3 separate regions of the Sus scrofa genome follow, and regions 1 and 3 are each linked to region 2. Evidence: chromatin contacts called from public HiChIP or PLAC-seq data. All regions are on one chromosome and are shown on one strand. The core of a region is the stretch at or near the end of the contact, and the rest is flanking DNA. Distances in the headings are between cores, read along the strand shown.

What was found. HiChIP or PLAC-seq counts read pairs in DNA pulled down with a chosen protein or histone mark.
Region 1: a contact with region 2 is called in an H3K27ac HiChIP or PLAC-seq map of alveolar macrophages. The contact joins two enhancer-like sites. A contact is called at or near these places in 1 of 47 Hi-C or Micro-C datasets (epiblast stem cells) and 1 of 2 datasets of contacts at active chromatin or transcription factors (alveolar macrophages).
Region 3: a contact with region 2 is called in an H3K27ac HiChIP or PLAC-seq map of alveolar macrophages. The contact joins two enhancer-like sites. A contact is called at or near these places in 1 of 47 Hi-C or Micro-C datasets (epiblast stem cells) and 1 of 2 datasets of contacts at active chromatin or transcription factors (alveolar macrophages).

Annotation. Positions count from the first base shown.
Region 1 is chr18:46,060,458-46,064,438 of Sscrofa11.1, forward strand. No RefSeq gene overlaps it. Among named protein-coding and RNA genes, the nearest start is that of SNX10, 81 kb to the right of the region's middle. Within about 2 kb of position 1,399, at least 40 of the 83 cell types and tissues checked have an H3K27ac peak or open chromatin away from gene starts, as enhancers often do. A contact at or near this core is called in alveolar macrophages, where this site is marked.
Region 2 is chr18:46,226,174-46,230,312 of Sscrofa11.1, forward strand. NFE2L3 (nuclear factor erythroid 2-related factor 3) reads right to left here. Exons shown (of 4, transcript XM_003360190.4): 2 at 2,411-2,578. Among named protein-coding and RNA genes, the nearest start is that of NFE2L3, 22 kb to the right of the region's middle. Within about 2 kb of position 1,883, at least 6 of the 83 cell types and tissues checked have an H3K27ac peak or open chromatin away from gene starts, as enhancers often do. A contact at or near this core is called in alveolar macrophages, where this site is marked.
Region 3 is chr18:46,080,092-46,084,115 of Sscrofa11.1, forward strand. The region is part of intron 2 of SNX10 (sorting nexin-10); the gene reads right to left. Among named protein-coding and RNA genes, the nearest start is that of SNX10, 61 kb to the right of the region's middle. Within about 2 kb of position 1,525, at least 11 of the 83 cell types and tissues checked have an H3K27ac peak or open chromatin away from gene starts, as enhancers often do. A contact at or near this core is called in alveolar macrophages, where this site is marked.

The DNA of each region.
Region 1 (3,981 bases), core at 149-2,648, 170 kb before region 2:
AGCCCAAATTAATGAGTTCCAAATTCCTTACATCACGATAACAGGTTAAGACTGGTCAATTAATTACATAAATCCTCCCCGATTCATTGTGCGTTTGCAGCCCAGATTGTGTCTTACATTACTCCATGACACAAGGCCTTTTGGCTCCTGTTGTTCTGCAGAAAGGCCCCATTTAAGTGGAGGCTGCCTGCCACGGCAAAATGTTAAATGTCACACGTTAAATTTGCACTTTTCTGTAATTGCTTTTGTTAAAAAAAAAATTAAATTACAGCACAGGGCTCCCAGTACACCACTATGCAGAGGGCTGGGATTGTACTGAATGGATCCCAGGGCAAGCAAGCTATCTTTTACAGTTTACCCAGGTCTAATACCCAGTTTGCAGTCTCCTTTGTACCTGGTACCCAGGAGGCAGCAGAGCCCAGAACGTGCATGTTTGTAAAATAAACCAAGTTTCCCTGAGATCTGTGGCAACACAAATATATATTCGGAAGATTCCTTTATGAAAAGATTACATGCAGATTCTTTACATAGCCAGTTTCTCTTTCTACTAGTAAAAAAAATTATTAGATATATAAACCCCACTGTTAACCTAATCACCTTTTCAGGAATATGTATGGCACAAATGTGTGCAGTGTTATACTTGTGCAGGTCTTTGCGGAGGACGTTGCTATTTGTATTTCTAACTGGCACACACCTACAGAGGGAGAATAAATCATGATTAAGATCTCCAAGGACTTCAGAAATTACCTGGGGCTTAATCTTCTTAAGACATCAAAATGCACCTGGAATCACAACCAGTTAGATCTGGATTTAGAACTACAGGAGTCCAGATTCCTATGCAATCTCTCTCCATCCCACTACATTTTCCGGTGGAGTGGACCTTTTATCTACCTAGGTGTTCTGTATCGAATGAAACCCGTTCTGGTTGTGTTGCCTGCATCACCTTAATTGAGGGATGGGTGTTCTTCGAATACACAAACGAGCAGCTATGTTCCCAAGCACCGACTGGCGTGGGTTCTTTCCACTTGGGAGCCCTACCACCTCGCCACCACGCAGACAGCTAGCCAGACCCCAGATGCGGCGCGGTCCCCCGCCGACTGCCGCAGCCACCGTGCTGGCCCGGCAGCGCCCCCCTCTGTCCGCCGGCGGCCTTGCAAGGGGTCTGCCACCGGCTGCGAGCCTGTTTCTAGGGTAAAGAAAGCTCGGCCTAACCGGGTGGGGGACTTGTCTCTTCCCGCACGTACTCCTCCCCACCACCCCCCGCCCCTACGTACACACAAACACACATTAAAACCTGACCCAGGGCCGTTTCTGGACCCAGAGGCACGCGCTTCTTCCCCAGCGACCCAGCCCCGCCACCTGGCGCATCTGTCCTCTCCCTCCCCGGAAGGGGCGGCGTGGAGATTGACACGATGGCGCGCCCACCCGCGGGTTTCAGGGAGACTAGAGGAGCCAGCTAGGGTGTGAGGTGCGTGCCCAGATGAAACTTTCGGAACGCGCTCCCGGGCCCCTCCAGGCCTCGGCCACACCCTGGCCTGCGGCTCCTCGTCGACCCCTCCCGGGCCGGGCGGCGGAGCTGGGGCCGCGGCGCCGCGCGAGCATCTACAGAACAAAGACTCGGGTCCAGCCCTAGACTGGGAACCGGCGCCGCAGCCCCCCGGGTTCCGGACCCGCCTCCCTGACCCAGCCCAAGCCCGAAACCCAACCGAGCGGCGGGGCTGGCTCCGTGAACTCGAAGGCCCTGGGGGTCATCGGTATTCAAAGCTCCCCTCCCCCGCACCAAAATCAACCGCCCCCCCAGGCTCTTCTGCATATTATTTTTTATTTTTTTCTCCAGCCGCCAAGCTGTCATTCTAACGTTGGGAAGGGGGCCTCGCGGTGCCCACGTTGGAGGCAGGTGGGCAGGGGAGGGGGCGCTGCAGGTCGGTGCTGTAAATCGTGCCTCTTTGCGGTTGTTGTTCCCACTCACCACCCGCCGCCCCCCTACCCTTTTTTTCCCCCTCCTTTCTTTCCGCCGCGCAGTTGCTATGGGTTACCAGGGCGGTTGCCATGGGTTACCGAACCGAGGCCGGCTGGCTCTCTACCTGCCACCCAGTCGCCGCCGCCGCCGCCGCCGCCGCGGGCAGAGCGGCCCAGGCGGGAGGCGGCGGGAGCGCGCGTGTGCGGGCCGCGGCGCGGGGAGTGTGCGCGAGCCGGCCGGGCGCCGCAGCCAACAGGCGGCCCGGGTGCCGCCGCGGGAGCGCCGCCGCCGGTGGGGTGGGGGGGCAGAGCTATAAAGAAGGCCCAGAGGTAAGAAAGCAGCAAAAACACAACCACAAGTTATGCCCGTGCTGTGCCTCTTGCAGCAAAGACAAGCGGTGTGGGGTTTTGGATGCATCTACACTTCTCGTCGGGGGAGAAAGGGTATTTTCCTCTTTAGCATAAACCATTTGCATAGTGTCTTTAGACCAGAGTTTAAATGCAGCGGAAAATCGTAGCTTAATTTTTTTTTTTTCTCGTTTCCTCTCTATCTTTTGAAAAGAACTCTTTGGAATTGTGGAGAAAGAGAAAAGGGTCATTAACTACCAGAGTTTGCGCAGCTAAAATAAATTAGTGTCCAATGCACTGTTCATAACAATGATCTAGAAAAGTTTCCAGCAAGAGTGAAGAGCAATTGTGTCTGACTTAAAAGGGACAATGGTGACTCGTTTGTGAGATGCATACGGCAAAGAAGAGAGCCAAAATCCTTTGTAAATATTTCAAATTTAAAGAAATTATTGTTTATTTACATCCTAAGATTTCTGAACTCCATTCCACTAAAAATGTATTCATGTCTTATGACCTTTATGTGCAAAGAGAATTGTATCTATGCTTTGAATGTCAGATTGCAGTAATTAATTTCAGACAGCTTTTTGTATTTGAAAATGTGTGTGTGTGTATATATATATATAAAATAAATGTCTACAATCCCAACAAAAGCAGAAAACTGTATTGAAATAGATTGTATCCTCCATCGAAAGATGCTGCATTGTACTCAGAGGATACCTACTAAGTGATTTAAATATTAAGAGGAAAACTATTGAGAAATAGAATAAGCTCTTTATTCTTATTATGTTTTTATCTTAAAATTTTAGAGGCCTTTCTTGGAAAAGGGTCTTCCTTTAAAGCTGAAATACTGAAAACCTTTTTTTGTACCACAGTAGCTCAAAAATGATGAATCCTTAGGCACGGGAAAAAAAAAAAAAAAAAAACCATAAACTGAACTCAAAACAACATTCAATTTACTGTTGGATATAATGGTAATTGTAGTTAAGCTAAATGAATTTGTTTCAATTCTTAATAGCCATAAAAGACATTTTATTCTTTTGCCTTACAATAGTTATTGCATATCACTTGTTTGTATTTAATTATTCAGTAAAATGTGAACTAAGCATGAAAAGCTCCTGCAAGGTATTTACTATCTTAAGGGACATAACTACTTAAAGACTAACATTTCTGTTTTTCTGTAGTAATTTTTAAAACTGGAAAATTTCACTAGAATTTAAATCACTTTCTTTCAAGTGAGACCTTAAAAGAAGCCCTAAGTAACAGGTTGTTGGCTTTCATTGTTGACACCTTTGGCTTACATATGATACCAGTTCTCAAAAAGAACACATAAACTAGCTTTATAGGTGAATAGTCTTGCCCTTGCAGAGTCAGCCAGGGAAATAGCCAGTTTTGCTGTATGTAAATCATAAAGCATCCAAGATGAGGATTCTTTAAGTTACATTTAAAAGACTTAAATAACATCTATTCTATTTAGTTATTCAAGTAATTGTTTTCTTTTTCTCAAGAAAGCTTTATAAAAATATGCCAGAGGAAAGTAAGACTTGAACAAAGCAAGAAAGCCACTGGGGGCTGAAGTTCATTTAAATCTCTCAACTGCAGAAAATCAGTTTTAAGAAGCCAGTGCTTAGATATCAAAACAACCAAACCAAAGCTAAAAGCCTCAAATGTACACAA
Region 2 (4,139 bases), core at 633-3,132:
CCTTCGTCAAAGACGTTTCCATAGATCTTTTACGGTTCCCTCTTCATCACTGCCCCTGGAATGGAGGGCTAAGGAGCAGAATAACCCCCAGCAACCCAGCCCGATGGCTGGTTTCACAGCAGACAGAGGCAAGAGATGGGCACGAGGAAGGTGTAACAGTTTCTCAGAGACCTCTCACCAGTTCCAGGTCTTTACTGAGCTGTATTTTCCCCCAGGTTCCTTTCCGCCCTGAGAGTGTTGGCTTCAGGTAGTTGCTAGTCATGGGGGCCTCTCTCTTCCTTGGTGTTCCCCTTAAATTTGCCCTCCCCTCTGTTAACAGAAAACCCTCTCATTCGTTTCTTTCTCTTCAGAAACTCACGGGCCTGTGCCTTGTGCTTTAACTGTAGACAGCAGCCACCCTCTTTCCTAAATCTTCACATAAAGTACAAAGTTCTATTTTGAGTCAAGAATTCATTGCATTTTGAACACAGATGTCTAGGAGTAGTCAAAGAATATGGTGGACACATTTATTGTTCCTTAAAAAATGAAACAATATATAAGCTGAACTTGTCTGTAGGGGAAGAAAGAATGAGTTAACCTATATGTACTGTGTATTTAATCTTTAACAGCCAGCGGTCTAAGTCCAGGCTGGTGGTGGGGCTAGAAAGAAGCAAATTATGTCAGGTCATCCTAGGTATTCTTCCAGGGTTGTCACCTGAGAGAACGGAAATAAATGCCAGTTGGGAGTTTCCGTCATGGCTCAGCGGTAACAAACCCAACTAGTATCCATGAGGATGTGGGTTCGATCCGTGGCATTGCTCAGTGGGTTCAGGATCCAGTGTTACCATGAGATGTGGCGTAAATCTCAGATGCAGCTTGGATCTGGTGGTGTGGCTGTGGTGTAGGCCCTCAGACCCTCAGCCTGGGAACTTCTATATGCCACGGGCACGGCCCTAAAAAGACAAAGAAAAAAAGCAGTATGATTTGTTTAGGGGATACAGCAGATGAGCATCCAGAGCTTGCCTGAAAAATATAAAGAGCAAAAGACCAAGCAAGGGCTGCACGTAGAGAAGTGACTGAACTGACAGAGGTGAGATGCAGGTTTCCAGGACCAGCACAGGGTTGAGAGGCCACCTGGAGGTGTCTTTGTGAAGACAAGGGCAGGTGAAAGACTCCCAGCTGTGTGGTGGCGGGCTCCAAAGAACACACGAAATGAAAGTGCCTACTCAACAAATAAGCAGTTTTGAAACCAGTTTCAGACTGGCACCAGCCAAGGAACACCTTTCCCGAGCCCTTGCCACCCACCGCACCCTCGGCCCAAAGACAAGCAAGGGAGGAAGAGGTGGGAAAACTGAGAAGCTGGCCTCACACACCCTTTTCCACGCAGCCAGGCCAGGCTTTGAGGCTGCAGCAGGGACAGGAGGTGAGAAGTTGCACTTCAGAGCTTTTGAGAATTAAACTGGCTATGTATCAACTGCTAGATTTTAAGTCATAGGGCCTGTCCCAGATTTCACCCAACATGTAGGGAAGAACGAGTTCCTCAGAACAGGTTAGAACAGGCCGGCTGGGGCGGCGGAGGTGGTTGGGCAAAAGCAGCAGAGACGTTGCACAGTCAAGGCTACAGTGACGATGGCCTGAGAGGGCCAAGGCATGGTACTCTGTCCTTCAAGGGTGTTTAAGACACAGCCCCAAATGCCACTTGGGGCAAGTCAGGGCTGAGGGAACCATCAAGCAAGACCTGCACGGGTGTCACTTTCCAGGCAAAGTGCCAAGCAGTTAAGTCTCGGAACCTCTAGACCCATGTGGAGCACTGTTTGCCAGGCCTGTGGCTTAGGACTCAGCAGGCAGAGCAGAGTGCAGACTACGTCCCCAGTGAAAGAAGGGAGGAAGGCCAGGCTGCAGGAAGAAGCCATCCCTTCGGCCTGGCACCTGGAGTTCCTCTTTCCATACTCTTCGCATTGCAGATGAGTGTGGTTAGACACAGAGGAGCCGATGAGGTCTCCTACTTGGCCTGGCCGGAGTTGGCTCCTGGATGCCCATTCAGCATGGCACACCAGGAGATTTAAGCCCAGGTCCCAGTCGGATTGAGGGGGATTTGCCTATGGGGTCCCCCAGCTTACTTTCCCAGACCTGGCCAACGTGGCTGGTTGAGACTTCTCTCTTTATTCCTTGTAAACACAGCAAAATCTACTAGCAAATTCCTGGGTTAAGTTTTCGAGTTGAACCAGACATACAAAACCTGAGTATAACTAGATATAACATTCTGTGGGCAATTCCTGTGTAAACCAAACAACCACATCCCCAATTTTTTAAAATATATATTTTCATATGTCAGATTTACTTGACAATTTTCTCAATACAAACTACCAAGAGCCGTAACAATCTACCTTAACGTCAAAATGGTATAGCTGGGATAGTCCAACATCCGTACCTCATTTCTAGATTCTGCGGTCTTCTCGGCCTCCCAGGCAGGTCTTTCTGCTGTTTTCTTTTCATCTTCAGTCTTCTGTTGTAGTGATTTCTCCTTCTGGGCTGATGCTCTTCGCTCATTTTCCCCATGCTGGGAACCACGTTCCGCAGTTCTTAGTCCCTCGTTCTCCTAAAAAGCACCCCAAAATGTGCTAAGTAGAAATCCGTATGGCATCAAACAAGTCAAATCTTTAAAACTGCTTTGTACTTACTGCTGCATGAAAACCCACACACGAAAAGCTAAGACTGGCATTTCATTATTTGTGTCAAAGAAACATTTAATTCAGAAACAAAGGTCAGTTTTGTGTCCTGTCCTTTTAAAGAACTCACTGTCAGGCTGTTCTGATCTGGATAATTTAAATCACACGCATTTATAAAGCCCCTGACTTTAAAATACTAGCAAATTTGACTAGATTATGAAATCAATGTTGCAAGCAGGCAGTATTTAGTTAGTTGATCTATTTTCCAGAGAAAGCTAAAAAAGTTAGAAGCAGTGATCAAATATATGTAGAAAAACCTGGAAAGTATTATGACAATATATTAATTACAGTTCTCCCTGAGAGATGGGATGGATTGGGGCAAGATGGTTTTTACAAATATGTACTTGATAGGAAAAAAAGTAAATACACTTAAAGGGGAGTTCCTATCGTGGTGCAGCAGAAACGAATCTGACTAGGAACCATGAGGTTTCGGGTTCAATCCCTGGCCTCGCTCAGTGGGTTAAGGATTCAGCGTTGCCTTGAGCTGTGGTAGTGGCTCTGACGTAGGCCAGCAGCTGCAGCTCCAATTGGACCCCTAGCCTGGGAACCTCCATATGCCGCAGATGCAGCCCTAAAAAGACAGAGAGAGAGACACACACACACACACACACACACATACACACGTTAATAATAAAGCTTAAACTAACTCTATTGATATGCATATATATTCTTTGTCTTTTTACGGCTGCACCTGGAACATATGGAGGTTTCCAGGCTAGGGGTTGAATCGGAGCTGTAGCCACTGGCCTAAACCAGAGGCACAGCAACGCCAGATCCAAGCCACGTCTTTGACCTACACCACAGCTCACGGCAATGCCAGATCCTTAACCCACTGAGCAAGGCCAGGGATGGAACCTGTATCTTCATGGATGCTAGTCAGGTTCGTTTCTGAGCCACGACGGGAGCTCCTCCACTGACATTTTCTGCTGTTTTGAATTTTTCCACCTTTAACTGAGTAGACAATTAAAAAGCTAGAGAATTCTTCTGAACACTCAAAATAGTTACCATTTATTATATACTGTATAGTCTGATCCGCTCTATGTATAATTTTCCTCTTCTAGTACAACATCAAGGCCTCTTAAATTCTTTCAAAGAACCTATTTTAAATTTCTCTCTTCTAGCAACAAAACACACTGGACTAACTCAAGGACAGCACCACTGCCGCGCCCCCCCCCCTCAGAAATGTGGGAGTTCCCGTAGTGGCTCAGCAGTTAACGAACCTGACTAGCATCCATGAGGACGTGTTTGATCCCCGGCCTCGCTCAGAGCTGTGGTGTAGGCCGGCAGCTGCAGCTCTGATTCGACCCCTAGCCTGGGAGCTTCCGTATGTCATGCGTGCAGGCCTAAAAAGACGAAGAACATTTGTGTAGCTTTTTTTTTTTTTAACAAAACTACACAAATGTTCTTCTTTTTTTTAAGTGAAGGTCGAAG
Region 3 (4,024 bases), core at 275-2,774, 150 kb before region 2:
AGGTTTGATGCCTGGGCTTGCTCAGTGGTTAAAGGATCTGGCATTGTCGCAAGCTGTGGTGTGGGTCACAGAGACAGCTTGGATCTGGAGTTGCTGTGGCTGTGGTGTAGGCTGGCGGCGAAGGCTCCAATTCGACCCCTAGCCTAGGAACCTCCATATACTGTGGGTATGGCCCTAAAGAGACAAAAAAAAAAAAAAAAAAAAAAAAAAAACCGACCCAGTAGATCATGTTGTTCCTTTTTAGAGATAATAAGAACAGGAAATAGGGGTAAAATTTAAAACACAATACTTTAAAAACATGCTCTTCACTAAGTTAGCTTAGTTTTAACATAGGAAAAGGTACAACAAAAATAGTTCTGTTTGGCACAACAAACTTTAAAAGTATCATTTATTCACTTGGTGATTATAACTCTGTTAACTGAATTTCATTTTAAATATTTTAATTTTTTATTGGGGGGAAGCTTCACGGCTGAAATTTTAGACATTTCTTACTGCTTTGTTTTGACACATCCGAGAAGTAGGCCATCAATGCTCTAGGGCAGAAGGGGAAGAAAGGTTATGGGGTTTTCTGGACAGAACGCCTCCATTCTGTTATGCAGATAATAAAATATTTCAGAACAGAGGACTAAGAGAAAAGGAGAAAAGTCATCCACATTCCTTTAAATAGCTTTTGCCACCTACCAAGTCTCACCTTCTAAGGTGACACTTGGTTCTCGCACTAGAGACTTCTGTTCCACTGCCTGCCTGCCTGCCCTCGGTACATATCCAGGCATTATGACTTAATGTTTCAAAGAGACTTATTTTAAAATCTTTTCATTGTGTATTTTTAAAGTCACAGAGAAGACAGACAATAAAAACAAGACAACAATATAGCAATGCTCTAAATGTTTTGGCCATTATTTCCTAAAAGCACATTCTAAATTATAAGAGGGGAGTTCTCATTGTAGCTCAGTAGGTTAAGAACCTGACTAGTAACCATGAGGATGCGGGTTCCATCCCTGGCCTCACTCAGTGGGTTGAGGATCCGGCACTGCCTCGAGGTGTGGCGTAGGGCGCAGATGTGGCTCAGATCTGGCACTGCTGTGCTGCAGGCAGGCAGCTGCAGCTCTGATTCGACCCCTAGCCTAGGAACTTCCATACGCCACAGGTGTGGCCCTGAAAATAAATAAATAGGTAAATATATAAATAAATAAGGGGGTTATAAAAACAATTGTTAATTAGAACCCTTCATTGCATATAATGTGATTGGGTCAGGATAGAGTAGATCCTGCCTAGAAATGGAATGAAACAGAACCCAGGCCTCCTGCCCTTAGTACACATTTCACCTCGGTCTCTTGCGGGGGGTGGGGGTGGGGGGTACCTCATTTTCTGGGAATGCTTTTCATACACCCATAGAAGGACAAATTAGGGAGAGGAGAGAAGACCAGAGTCCAGGGTAGACCCTATCGAACACCCCTGGTGCCCCTCCACACTCAGGGCCTGGCAGAACGCTGACGAGGGCTGACAAGGTCATGCTGCCCCCGTCGAGCCAGCTGAAGGGAGAGGCTGCTAGTCATCAGGTCACATGTAAGCCACACTCCCTCACAGGGTGTTGGCAGCTCCACTTTTCCACTGGGGAGGCAGACGTTCTTGAAGATCCCACAAGGGAGATTAAATATTTCCACAGCTCCACGTTCCATATCCACAGCAAAAGACATGCACCTGTTACCGAAACAGCAGACCTTCGCCCAGGTTAAACCAAAAGGAAGAGACAAAAAACACACTTGCCAAGGTGCTGCAAAGCTGTCATTAAAAAAAGAGAGAGAGACAGACAGACAGAAAAGACACTCCTGGACATGGAGAACAGACTTGTGGCTGTCAATGGGGAGGGAGTGGGGTAGACTGGGAGTCTGGGGTTACAGATGCAAACTATGCATTTGGAGTGGATAAGCAATGAGATCCTGCTGTGTAGCACAGACAACTGTATCTTGTGATGGAACATGATGGAGGATAATGTGAGAAAAAGAATATGTGTGTATGTGTGTGTGTGTGTGTATATATATATATATAAACTGGGTTAGCAGAAATTGACAGAACAGTGCAAATAAACTATAATAAAAATTTTTAATTAAAATATAACCCCACCTCGAACTTAAAACAGGGTTTCTAAACTAAAATTATAAAGTCCACAGTTACTACAGCATCACAGACCCCTTGACCACTCAACATAGTATTAATCGATGATGGCAGCAATGACAAATGGTTCTCAAAAAAAAAAAAAAATCAGAACTCCCTGCCCCCATCTGTTCGCTATTGCCCAACTACTAACATAGGAACATTGAGTAACACGTCCCTTTTCATAGACAGAGGACTGGATTTATGATCACAAGACCAGGGGTGAATTCTTGCTGACCTACTTCCTAAATTATGAACTTATTCACTGAGCCTGTTTCTATACCAGGAAAATAGAAATGATGCCTGTCCAACCTTGCTCAGCTGTTCACTGGGAGGACTGAATTCTCACCTACCTGTGAAAGCACCGGGAAAATTTTCATTAAGTGCTACATGAATGTCAGGTATCATTACACAGAAAAGAAAACGCTTATAATAAAATGCACAGCACAGAGGGCTTCCCACAGACACTGGCGATAAGCAAGTCAGAAAAACTAAAGCAGCTGCATATCTTTTTTTTTTTTTTCTTGCTTTTTAGGGCTGAACTTGAGGCATATGGAAGTTCCCAGGCTAGGGGTGGAATTGGAGCTACAGCTGCTGGCCTACACCACAGCTTATGGCAATACCGGATCCTTAACCCACTGAGTGAGGCCAGGGATCGAACACGCATCCTCATGGATCCTAGTCAGGTTCTTTTAACTGCTGAGGGACAAAGGGAACTCCCTGCATATCTTTTTTAAGTACAAACATATTGGTTTAAGAACCCAGCAGCAAACACTCTAACACCGAATAGCCTAAGGATTTCACAGAACTTGCTTGGAGGAGGGCCCCTCATGATATTTGTTAAAGGAATGGACAGCATAATGACAAATTACAGTAAAGGATCTATTTTCCTCGTCTCAATGGGTTGGGATTCTCAGATTCTACCGTTATTATTACTCATTTCCTCTCATCTTTACGTGCATATTCTAAAGCCATGCTGGGGAAGAAAAGTCTTCTAAGAACACAGCAATACAGTTCAAATGCTCGCTCAAAATGAACTATGGTGCTAACACTCCAAATAGGTTTTCAATCCTGAAAATCTTTAACTTGGTTAGACTGTTAAATGATGACCTTTCTTCCTTCTCATCCCCTTAAATGTGGCCGTGGCTCTGTGCACCAGCCCAGGCCGAGGTTCTTCACACCCTGATATGATTCCAGGATGACCTCATGCAAACATATGGTTTCAAGCGCTCAGCATGAGCTCATGAGTCTCTCTCCATTCCAGCCCAGGCATCTCCCCGCACAGCCAGCCTCCAGAGACAGCTCACTTGGAAGTCCCACAAGACACAGAGTCCACACTCTCCCCACACCATCCTTCTCCCCATCTCATCCTCCGCAACCCCTGCCAAAAACCCAGAGACCCCAACTTCTCTCTGTGACTCACTGACCACGACCTCCAGAAGCACCGTCCTTCCAACCACCCACAACTCTGTTCCCTCTGCGAGTGCCCTGCCCCCAGGACTAGCCCAACAGGGCTGCTAATTGGCCTCTGGGCCCGCATCCAACTCATCCCCCAACAAAAACAAGAATGGTTCCAAAGCACACCTCTGATGATATCATCTTCCTGCTGAAAATCCTACAAAAGCTGCCCCATAACCTTCGAGATCAAGTTCACACCCTGTAACGAGCACAACAGAGCCTTTCGTGAATGTCGCGCATCTCCAAAGGCTGAGCTTAGGTCCCATCCACAGCAGGCCACTTCACACCTGCACACCTTTGAACGTGCTGTTCTCTCCGCCTGGACCACTGTCCTCACCCCCCTTTCTGCTTTTTTCGTCGTCATCATCATTGTCGTCGTCATCCTGTTCTTTCTTTTATTTTCTGCTAACTC